Linked DNA regions of Salmo salar: region 1 is linked to region 2. The links are chromatin contacts, called in public Hi-C maps. All regions are on one chromosome and are shown on one strand. The core of a region is the stretch at or near the end of the contact, and the rest is flanking DNA. Distances in the headings are between cores, read along the strand shown. Region 1 holds the start of oser1 (oxidative stress responsive serine-rich 1). Region 2 holds the start of sdc4 (syndecan 4).

Evidence for each region. Hi-C and Micro-C count contacts between places; a contact is called where the count stands out from the background.
Region 1: a Hi-C map of gill shows a contact between it and region 2, with 1.8 times the contacts expected there. The contact joins the promoter of oser1 here to the promoter of sdc4 in region 2. A contact is called at or near these places in 2 of 3 Hi-C or Micro-C datasets (blood and gill).

What each region holds. Positions count from the first base shown.
Region 1 is chrssa22:3,794,436-3,798,738 of Ssal_v3.1, reverse strand. It overlaps oser1 (oxidative stress responsive serine-rich 1), which reads left to right and starts at 2,478. Exons shown (of 4, transcript XM_045705280.1): 1 at 2,478-2,568. The coding sequence starts at 2,536.
Region 2 is chrssa22:3,660,737-3,665,210 of Ssal_v3.1, reverse strand. It overlaps sdc4 (syndecan 4), which reads right to left and starts at 2,487. Exons shown (of 5, transcript XM_014165901.2): 1 at 2,190-2,487. The coding sequence starts at 2,243.

The sequences.
Region 1 (4,303 bases), core at 1,229-3,728, 130 kb before region 2:
TGCATATCTGTCCCCAACTCTGCTGTCTGTGTGCCATCTGTTGCCTGCTCTGCCTAATGACATCATTGTGAAACATTTCCATTAGAATTTCATTTCTTTCTTATGAACATTTTATCAACTAGTCTTTGAGATATTAGGCTACTAGGGTTCTTACTTTGCGTTTTGGTGTACTGAAAAATACTCTGATGTCCGTCTTTTATTTTTCTGCCATTTTTCTACCTGGCTGGCTGGCTGGCTACACACACAGGTTATTTACAGTAGGAGATGGGCTTCTATCATCTTATCTTTTATCATTCTATTTGGGCTTCGATCTAAAAGGTAGCTAGCAAATGTGAAACGGATTAAAATGACAAGAGTTGACAGCTGTATGAGTTCACCATTTACACAACATATGCTGCAACCTTTTGTAATTTTAATAGTTTGTTTCATATTGGCTGGCTTCCAACAATAGCTGAATTTGCAAAGCTAGCGAGCACCAATTCCGTTTCAGTGGTGTTTGCTATAATCTTTGCTACCCGGGTTAAATAAAGGTGAAATAAAATAAATAAATAAAAGTTCCTTGCGCCAATTTAGCTTTTGCAACGAGACCATTAAATATATTTAAGACAATGGTAGAAGAGAGTGTAGTTCTGTTCAGTTTGGACTCCAGTTTATCGCTAACCTTATCACAGGGACTTTGAAGCACTAACTTACATCATCTGCATGCTGATCTTGGAATAAATTGACGATAGCAAAGATTCCATCTTTGACGAGGCCACATAAATGGAATAGGTACTAGCTAGCTTAATAGTTAATATTTGCGAGCTAGCTCTGCATATTCAGCTAGTGTGTGTGCGCGATTGACTGGATTAACCTCACGTCAGTTACGTTCATTGAGTGCCTTTCAGACAGTGGATAAGACCCCTCTGTTACCTTGCCAACTAAGGAACTGGCAGTGGATCAAACCATTGTGAGGCAAAGGGTGGGGGGGTCGCAATCTTTTGAAACTTAAAAACTTGCTATTAAGTGTCTATAATCAGCACAATTGCTTTCATTGCATATTATTAATATTATTTAAATTACATAGTTATGTTTCAGTGATATATTGGGGGGGACAAATCATATTTTTCCCAGGATGGGGGGGTCGTGTGTCCCCCGTCCCCCCCGGGATTTCCGCCCCTGCTTCAGGTACTTTGGGGATACTTGATGCTAGAATGACCTGGGCAGAACACATTGAGAGAGTGGTGGGAACGTGAATGAAGTTACTAAATGTGATGCGCTGTCTGACAGGGAAGGACTGGGTGTGCCTCATTGAAGACCATATATGTTGCATTGATCCGATCTGTAATAGACTATGGAAGTATAGTGTATGGTTCGGCAGCCCGTACATCATTGGGAAGGCTATATGTCATACAGGGACAAGACTCAGAATATGTAGTGGGGCGTTTCGGATGTCCCCAATGGCTGCATTACAGGTGGAGATGGTGGAAATGCCATTGCAGATTAGGAGACAGCAGCTGGCAATGAATTATTGGGTCAGCCTTCAGGGACATGGGGTATCTCATCCTGCGAAAGGGATTTTACAGGCATGCTGGGAACATGAGTGAAGACAGAACACGATTTTTGGGTGGGTGGGTAATACCCAGGCGAAGGAGATGGAACTGTATGGAAGGGAGTTTAGTCCAACGGTAGCTATCCCTGTGAATCCATCATGGCTACTCCCACCTCCAGTAGTAGATCTAGAAGTATTGGAGAGACTACAGAAAGATAGGGAGGGTGTTGATCAATCTGATTTGTTTAAAACTTCTTAAGGCAGGAGTAAACAAATGGGTATACAGATAATATCTACATGGATCTGAGCTCATGTGGGAGTGGAGGGGAACGAGGCAGTTGATGTACTGGCTAAACAAGTACTAAGTAGTGGGGATGTTGATGTGGTAGTATCAATGAGCAAGGTAGAGGCAAAAAGTATGATATGGACAGTGATGGTGGAGAAATGGCAGGAGCAGTTGAATAGAGATACTAAGGGCAGGCATTTATTTCAAGTACAGAGGAAAGGTGGGGAGGGGAGAATGACAGGAAAGGACAGAAGGGAGGAGGCTGTATTTCCAAGATTAAGGGTGGGACACAGCCAGTTGAATAACACCTTACATGTGATAGGAAAGCATCCAACAGGAAAATGTGAGTATTGCCAAGAAACAGAGACCGTGGAGCATGTATTGATACAGTGTGGACATTATTGGAGGGAAAGAGAGAGGATGAGATCTAGTTTGAGGGAGAAGGGGATACAGGAAATTAGTTTAAAGAGTATATTGAGTAGAACGTCATTAGATATAGTCTCAAATATGTTATACTTTTTAAGAGCAATAGGGCTGGCAGGTAGGATTTAGTACCCTATCTCTGGCCCACACTCCAGTACAGTAGGTGGCGGTAATGCAACATAACGTTGGATGCCAACCGCCGATAAACCCCACCGAAGAAGAAGCGTCTGTGTTCTACGTCAGGGCAGAGTGTGTTGTTGCAGAGTCACTGCGAAGTGGTTCGTGTGTAAACAAGATGTTGGAGAAAGAAAAGTCTGGAACTAGCCAAGTAAATACTGCTTTTGAAAATAATAATAGATTAGAATGAAACTGAATTGATTGTAGTGTGATGCTTGTGGAAAGCTAAACCTAATCGAAAAATGCAATAGCTCGCGTCTGTCGCGAAGAAAATCGATGAGACATTGCTAACCGAGTTAGCTACTTTAGCTAGCCACCTCACTGTTGCTTAATAGCTTGCTGCATTTGAGGCCCGTTTGTCGCAGCGCCTGATAAACCCTGCATGTCCAGGCCATCCTCAATCTGGACTGTGGACAGGAGATCCTGAGTTGTGAGTACCCCAATTCTCACACGATGTCAAACTTCGATATTGCCTGGCTAGCTAGTATCCACATTGATTATTATGGAACTGATGCTCAACTTCATCCACAGCGTAGGCTAGCGAGGAGCAATTCCATGATTTCACTTTAAAATGTACAAAACAAATACCATTGATTTCAAAGCTTAAAAAACCGTACAACTCTATGCACTAGCAGTACGTTGAACAATTTACAACATGTAAGAAACTAATTTACTGGAAGAACTGTGGATGCAAAGTTTGGTGGCTAGCTAACAGAATCTTTATGCTAAAATCTTCCTTCGTTTTTTTTAATGCGACGTTTCCCAAAAACTCTTAAATATCTGCACCGAATTAAGATTAAAAGATGTCTACAGAAAGAATGGGGTGTCCGCTATGATATGACACCTTTGAGGTTGAAAAAATATATTGTTATTGAACTAGGCTACAGTGAGTGAAGTGTATTTACACCTGGTATCAGATTACGGTAACGGATTTACATAATCCACAAATTCTTGTTAAATTAATTTATTAACTGCCATTTTCCCCTTAACTATATATTTAAAGAAATTTAAGCAAAGTTGCTATTCCTCAACAAAGTTATTGGAAATGTTATTACTTTTTTTTCTTAGGAAGAAACGGAGGGGGGGGGGGGGGGATTAAGAAATGGGTTTCTTTAAAATAATGTTTTAGGATTTCTTCTTGGAAATGTACTTCACTTTAGGACAGCTAAACCCTTGTCTTGATACGAGTGGATACTTTTGTAACCATGAACGTTTTCTTGCGCCACACACAGTTGGCTACCGGATATTTCAGTACAGCAATAAAACTACTTAAACGCGCATTATCTACCTAGTTAGTAATTAACAATATATTACAATATTCTAGAAGTGTTAAATAGGTAGCGCTATCTCGACAATTTGCACTTAGAACTTAGCTAAAGTTAACGTCGCTAGCTATGTTGGCTATAAAGTCGTTACGCGTTAGCTAGTTAACGTAGGTACCTAATTTACCGGTCGCGCAGGCCCACTACCACCGTCTCTCCTATCATGGACGACACCTTCTCCTCCAGCTGGTCCACATGAATGGTCTCTCAGCACCACTACATTTTTACTGCGTCACTGTCCCTTGCTATACCCTCGACGGTCTATGCAGTGAGCCCGCAGTTACCAAGTCTCTCCAACGGGAATCTTTTCCTGGCTGCTATTTCTTCCACCATCACTTCAAGCTCCTGTTTGCTGAAGTTTTTATTGCGCTTTCCTTGGTTATTTATTTTTGGTTTTGATATAGCTAGTCCGATGGCTATAATGTGTGAAAAATAACGAAATTACCAAATCCTGTCACGCAGGCTTATTTATTGGTTTCAAGCACGTCACTAATGTCAATGCCAGATAAGATATTTATGAAGTTCCTAAGAACATTTTGAGTAATTACATTTACAAACCATCTT
Region 2 (4,474 bases), core at 1,238-3,737:
CTTGCCATTGGCTACACCCACTGCAACGCCCAACACCTAAGACCCATTAAGTATAATAAAAAATTAAAAAAAAAAAAAAAACAGTCATATATTCATTTATAAATGTAACTTCATGACATGCAGTACTTTGGGGTGGACCCTCCTGTGTCAATCAATGAGAGAAGATTTTAAATAGACAAAATGGTGGCGTACACATGTCGGGATTACTTCATGGAGAAAAATATTTATTTTAATAGTGCAGCATTTCCAAAAATGTAAATGAATCACCTGCAACTGGACATTTTTGAAGACATATTCGACTGAATCGAGAATGAATATATTATTGCCAAGTTAAGACTGGTCCAGGATTATTTTTGCTTACCCCAAACAGTACCTATCCTGTAAAGGGTAATGGAGAATCACATTAGCCCTTTACAGTTCTGTATCTATGTATTCAGAAGACTAGGATCGACAATAAGCACCTATCCTTAGGGCTGCATTAGCATATTGCCCCCGTGTAGCCCAGTCAGTCTCACTGGATGGTGTCTAGTTAGCCTATAACCATTCTGTTTTAGCCCCCTTCCCGACATCTGACAATGGCAATTCTTTCCAATTAAGCCGACAGGACTGGACGCCGTCACTCAACTCTCTGATGTTTTGTCAGATTACATAAAACAGAACAAGGAAGTACACCTACATCCTGGTATGTGCACGATTGCTTAATTTGGGCTCCCAAGTGGCGCAGCGGTCTAAGGCACTGCATCTCAGTGCTAGAGGAGTCACTACAGACCCTGGTTTGATTCCAGGCTGCATTACAACTGCCCGTGATTGGGAGTCCCATAGGGCAGCGCATTATTGGCCCAGCGTCTCCGGGTTAGGGTTTGCCCGGGGTAGGCAGTCATTGTAAATAAGACTTTGTTCTTAACTGACTTGCCTAGTTAAAATAAAGGTTGAAACAAATAATAATCCACTTCCAAAAGCTATCAAACCAACTGTCCAAAAATGAAAACCACACTGCATCAGGCATACTGAATTGAGTCTAAACAATTACATTTGTCATTTAGCAGACGCTCTTATCCAGAGGACTTAACAATGATAGTGTTGAGCCACGTTACATGAAGTGTTTAATTTGATAAATTATTGCAGTTTTTATTTGGCAACTGGTCAGCAATTAAACATTTAGTCAGTGCTGTAATTTAATATAGTGAAATGGAAATAGGTCAACAGTAATGTTCAAATTACAAGAGCCCAGCTAAATATGGGTGAATGCTGATTGGCTGAGAGCGTGGTATATCAGACCGTATACCACGTGTATGACAATTTATTTTTACTGCGCTAATTACGTTGGTAACCAGTTTATAACAGCAATAAGGCACCTCGGGGGGTTGTGGTATATGGCCAATATACCACGGCTAAGGGCTGTATCCAGGCACTCCACGTTGCGCAGAAGAACAGCCATTAGCCAAGGTATATTGGCTATATACCACACCCCCCCGGGCCTTATTGCTTAAACCTAGCTTACCCTCTTTCTGAGCTACATGTGATGGATAGTCACTTGCATGATTATCATTCCACCTCACTCACACACCAGACAAATGAATTTAGCTACGTTTGTCTGGCTAGCTAGATCTACCACAATTGAAACACCACTGCTTTCTCTTATGATGGAGAGGCCAGGGGCCACAAACCATATGCCTTACACTTTAGATTATTTTGGCCATTTAGCTGACTCTGCTAGGTAGCTGTACTGTAGCTAGTTATCCAGCTAGCTGACTAAGCACAATTAGCTAGTTAAAGTTAGACTGCTGTGTTTTGGTAAACAATCTGTAAATGGTGTAAACAAAGTTTAACAGCTAACTAAAACAGTAGTTACCTTAATTACCATTACATTAACCTGGTCGAAAACACTAAAATAACCATGAAAAAGATTGTGTTGATGGCTAACGTTAACTTAGCAAATTAAGTAGATAGCTAACTAGCCGATTAGCAGCAATAACAGCTACAGTCGCTAACGTTAGCATTGTCTTGGCTTTAGCCAGATGAAGTAGTAAGGTTAGCTACACTAAAACAAATGTGGTAAAGTTAGTTCGCCTAAGTAAACTGAAACGAACACAAAATAATGTAAAAGTGAGTAACGTTAAACTAGCTATAGCTATCGGTAGCTGAGTTAACGTTACCCGGTGTTCTGTTAGCTAGCGAACATTACTTACCGACTCAGAGTAGACGGAGGCAAATAAAAACAACACGAGGAACACTTTGTGCATGTTTCTCTTGGCCGTTTCTTCAACAAAAAGTGTTGTAAACTTGGGAAAAGCGTGGAATGAAATAATGTTTTTTTTTAAAAGTCCTATAAACAATCGAAAGTTCACGTTGCCAACTTTATCGCCTTGCTATTGAACAACTTGTATCTTCCAATTCAGTCACTGATTCAATTTACAAGCTACTTCAGATTGATATATTTTGTATCGCACTTTACACTCCACCCCCTGTAACAGCAACCAATAAGAGCTACGCAAAGGTCCTACTCTCCCTTCGTCATAATTTACCGTAAACTCGTGCTCAGAACCCCTCCCTAGACGCAACACGTTATTTATTAGAACATCTTTACTTATTAAGTAGTCGATTAGCAAACTTCTTGAATGTAGAATATTGTAGCTACAATATCATTCGTGTTCTTGGTGGGAATTGTAATGTGGCTCATAGCGAGAATTGCTATAATATTATCATTATTAATTTGTGGCACTTTAGACTCGATACTCAATTGAAATTGTCATGCATTGTTTTACCTATCGTCCCCTCACTTGTTTATCTCCATGATGACATAAAGAAAACACAAATTACATTTATTTAGAGAGGAAGAGACGAAGCCAGTATCTTTGATTTACTGTAATATATGTGCCACTCCTCATGGAAAGTCCGTTCAAGGATTTTTTTTACTTACGTAATCTTCCGGTAAACCCTCCCCTCGCGCGTCATAAATGTTTGTGTAGAAACGGAAACCCGTAGACCTATTAACATTTCATGTCCACCACAACAGTTCTTAAGTTATCATATCGACTCAATTGTTATTGTAGGAGTTTGATGAAACTTTGCAGGATTGTTGACCTATCCAGTGGTAACAGTATGGGGTCAGATTTCCATCAACATGTTTAAAATATATAAGTAGCTAGTCACAAACAAAATATGTGTTGTTGTGCAAATATACAATGCAACCAAATGTGGTCAAATATGTTTTTGTGAATGTGACAACATTTGTGACTCCACAGATTACAATTGTAACCAGCATTTTACATATTTGTCACTTGAATTACATTTATGAGTTGCATTAAGTCTGTGACTGCCATCCAGTGGGGAACCCTGAGGGCCTTCTAAAAAAGTATATATATTTTTAAATTAAAATTCGTTAAAAAAAAATTGTCTTGGCAAATGAGAAATGCTTACTAACAGGGATGTAACAAATTTGCTCACAAAATTTGAGAGATATAAGCTTTTACTGGGATCTTAGCTCATGGAACATGGGACCAATACTTTATCTGTTGCGTTTATATATTTGTTCAGCATAACATGAAATATATTTTAATATAATTGTAGCCTATACTGTATTCATATTTCTAATACAGTTATCTCAGTTTTCATTTCAGCATATGTTTATCCTTTGCTTGTTAGTAACAATTGCAAAGAAATTGGCAACTTTGTATTTGTTGAAACACATTCGTTGTGAAGTTATTGGAGGTCATAGAAAGACAGATAAACATCTGGATTTTATGTTTTTCGGAGATCTTCTTTGTATAAAGGGAGGCGGATGGGCAAAAAAGCATCTAACGTTGCACTTAACTGTTCTCCGAGTGGTCTGAAGCAGTCGTTAAATAACAAGTGTTTTTAAGAACAACTTTAGTAACGATGGTTTTGGGAAACCGCTCAGAGATTTAACGATGCCACTTCCAAAGTCTTAATGATGAACTTAGCTTTAAGATGCTTTTATGAAATGGGGCCCAGAACATCACTATAGGTCCGAGCTCCATGCCATCCAGGACCTCTATACCAGGTGATATCAGAGGAAAGCCCTAAAAATTGTTAAAGATTCCAGCCACCCAAGTCATAGACTGTTCTCTCTGCTACCGCACGGCAAGTGGTGCCGATGCACCAAGTCTGAAACCAACAGAACCCTGAACAGCTTCTACCCCCAAGCCATAAGACTGCTAAATAGTGAAAGGAGCAATATGCAGAAATCTCTCTGTCATTTCCTGGTTGCAAAAATTCTAATAGTTTGGCTAATTACAGTTTATGTGACAAAACAAGCAATGTATAGTGTAGAGAATCACTGTGAAATATAATATTGTATTTTCAGCTGTTTGAAATTGGTGTACAAAACCGAAAGTAAAAAATGCAAAAACAAACCTTCAAAATGGGAAGCATAGATATAGCACACATAGAACAGATCTACTACTTCTTAGATTTGCTTTCAATGTGAATGACAGATCTAGAACTCACATTT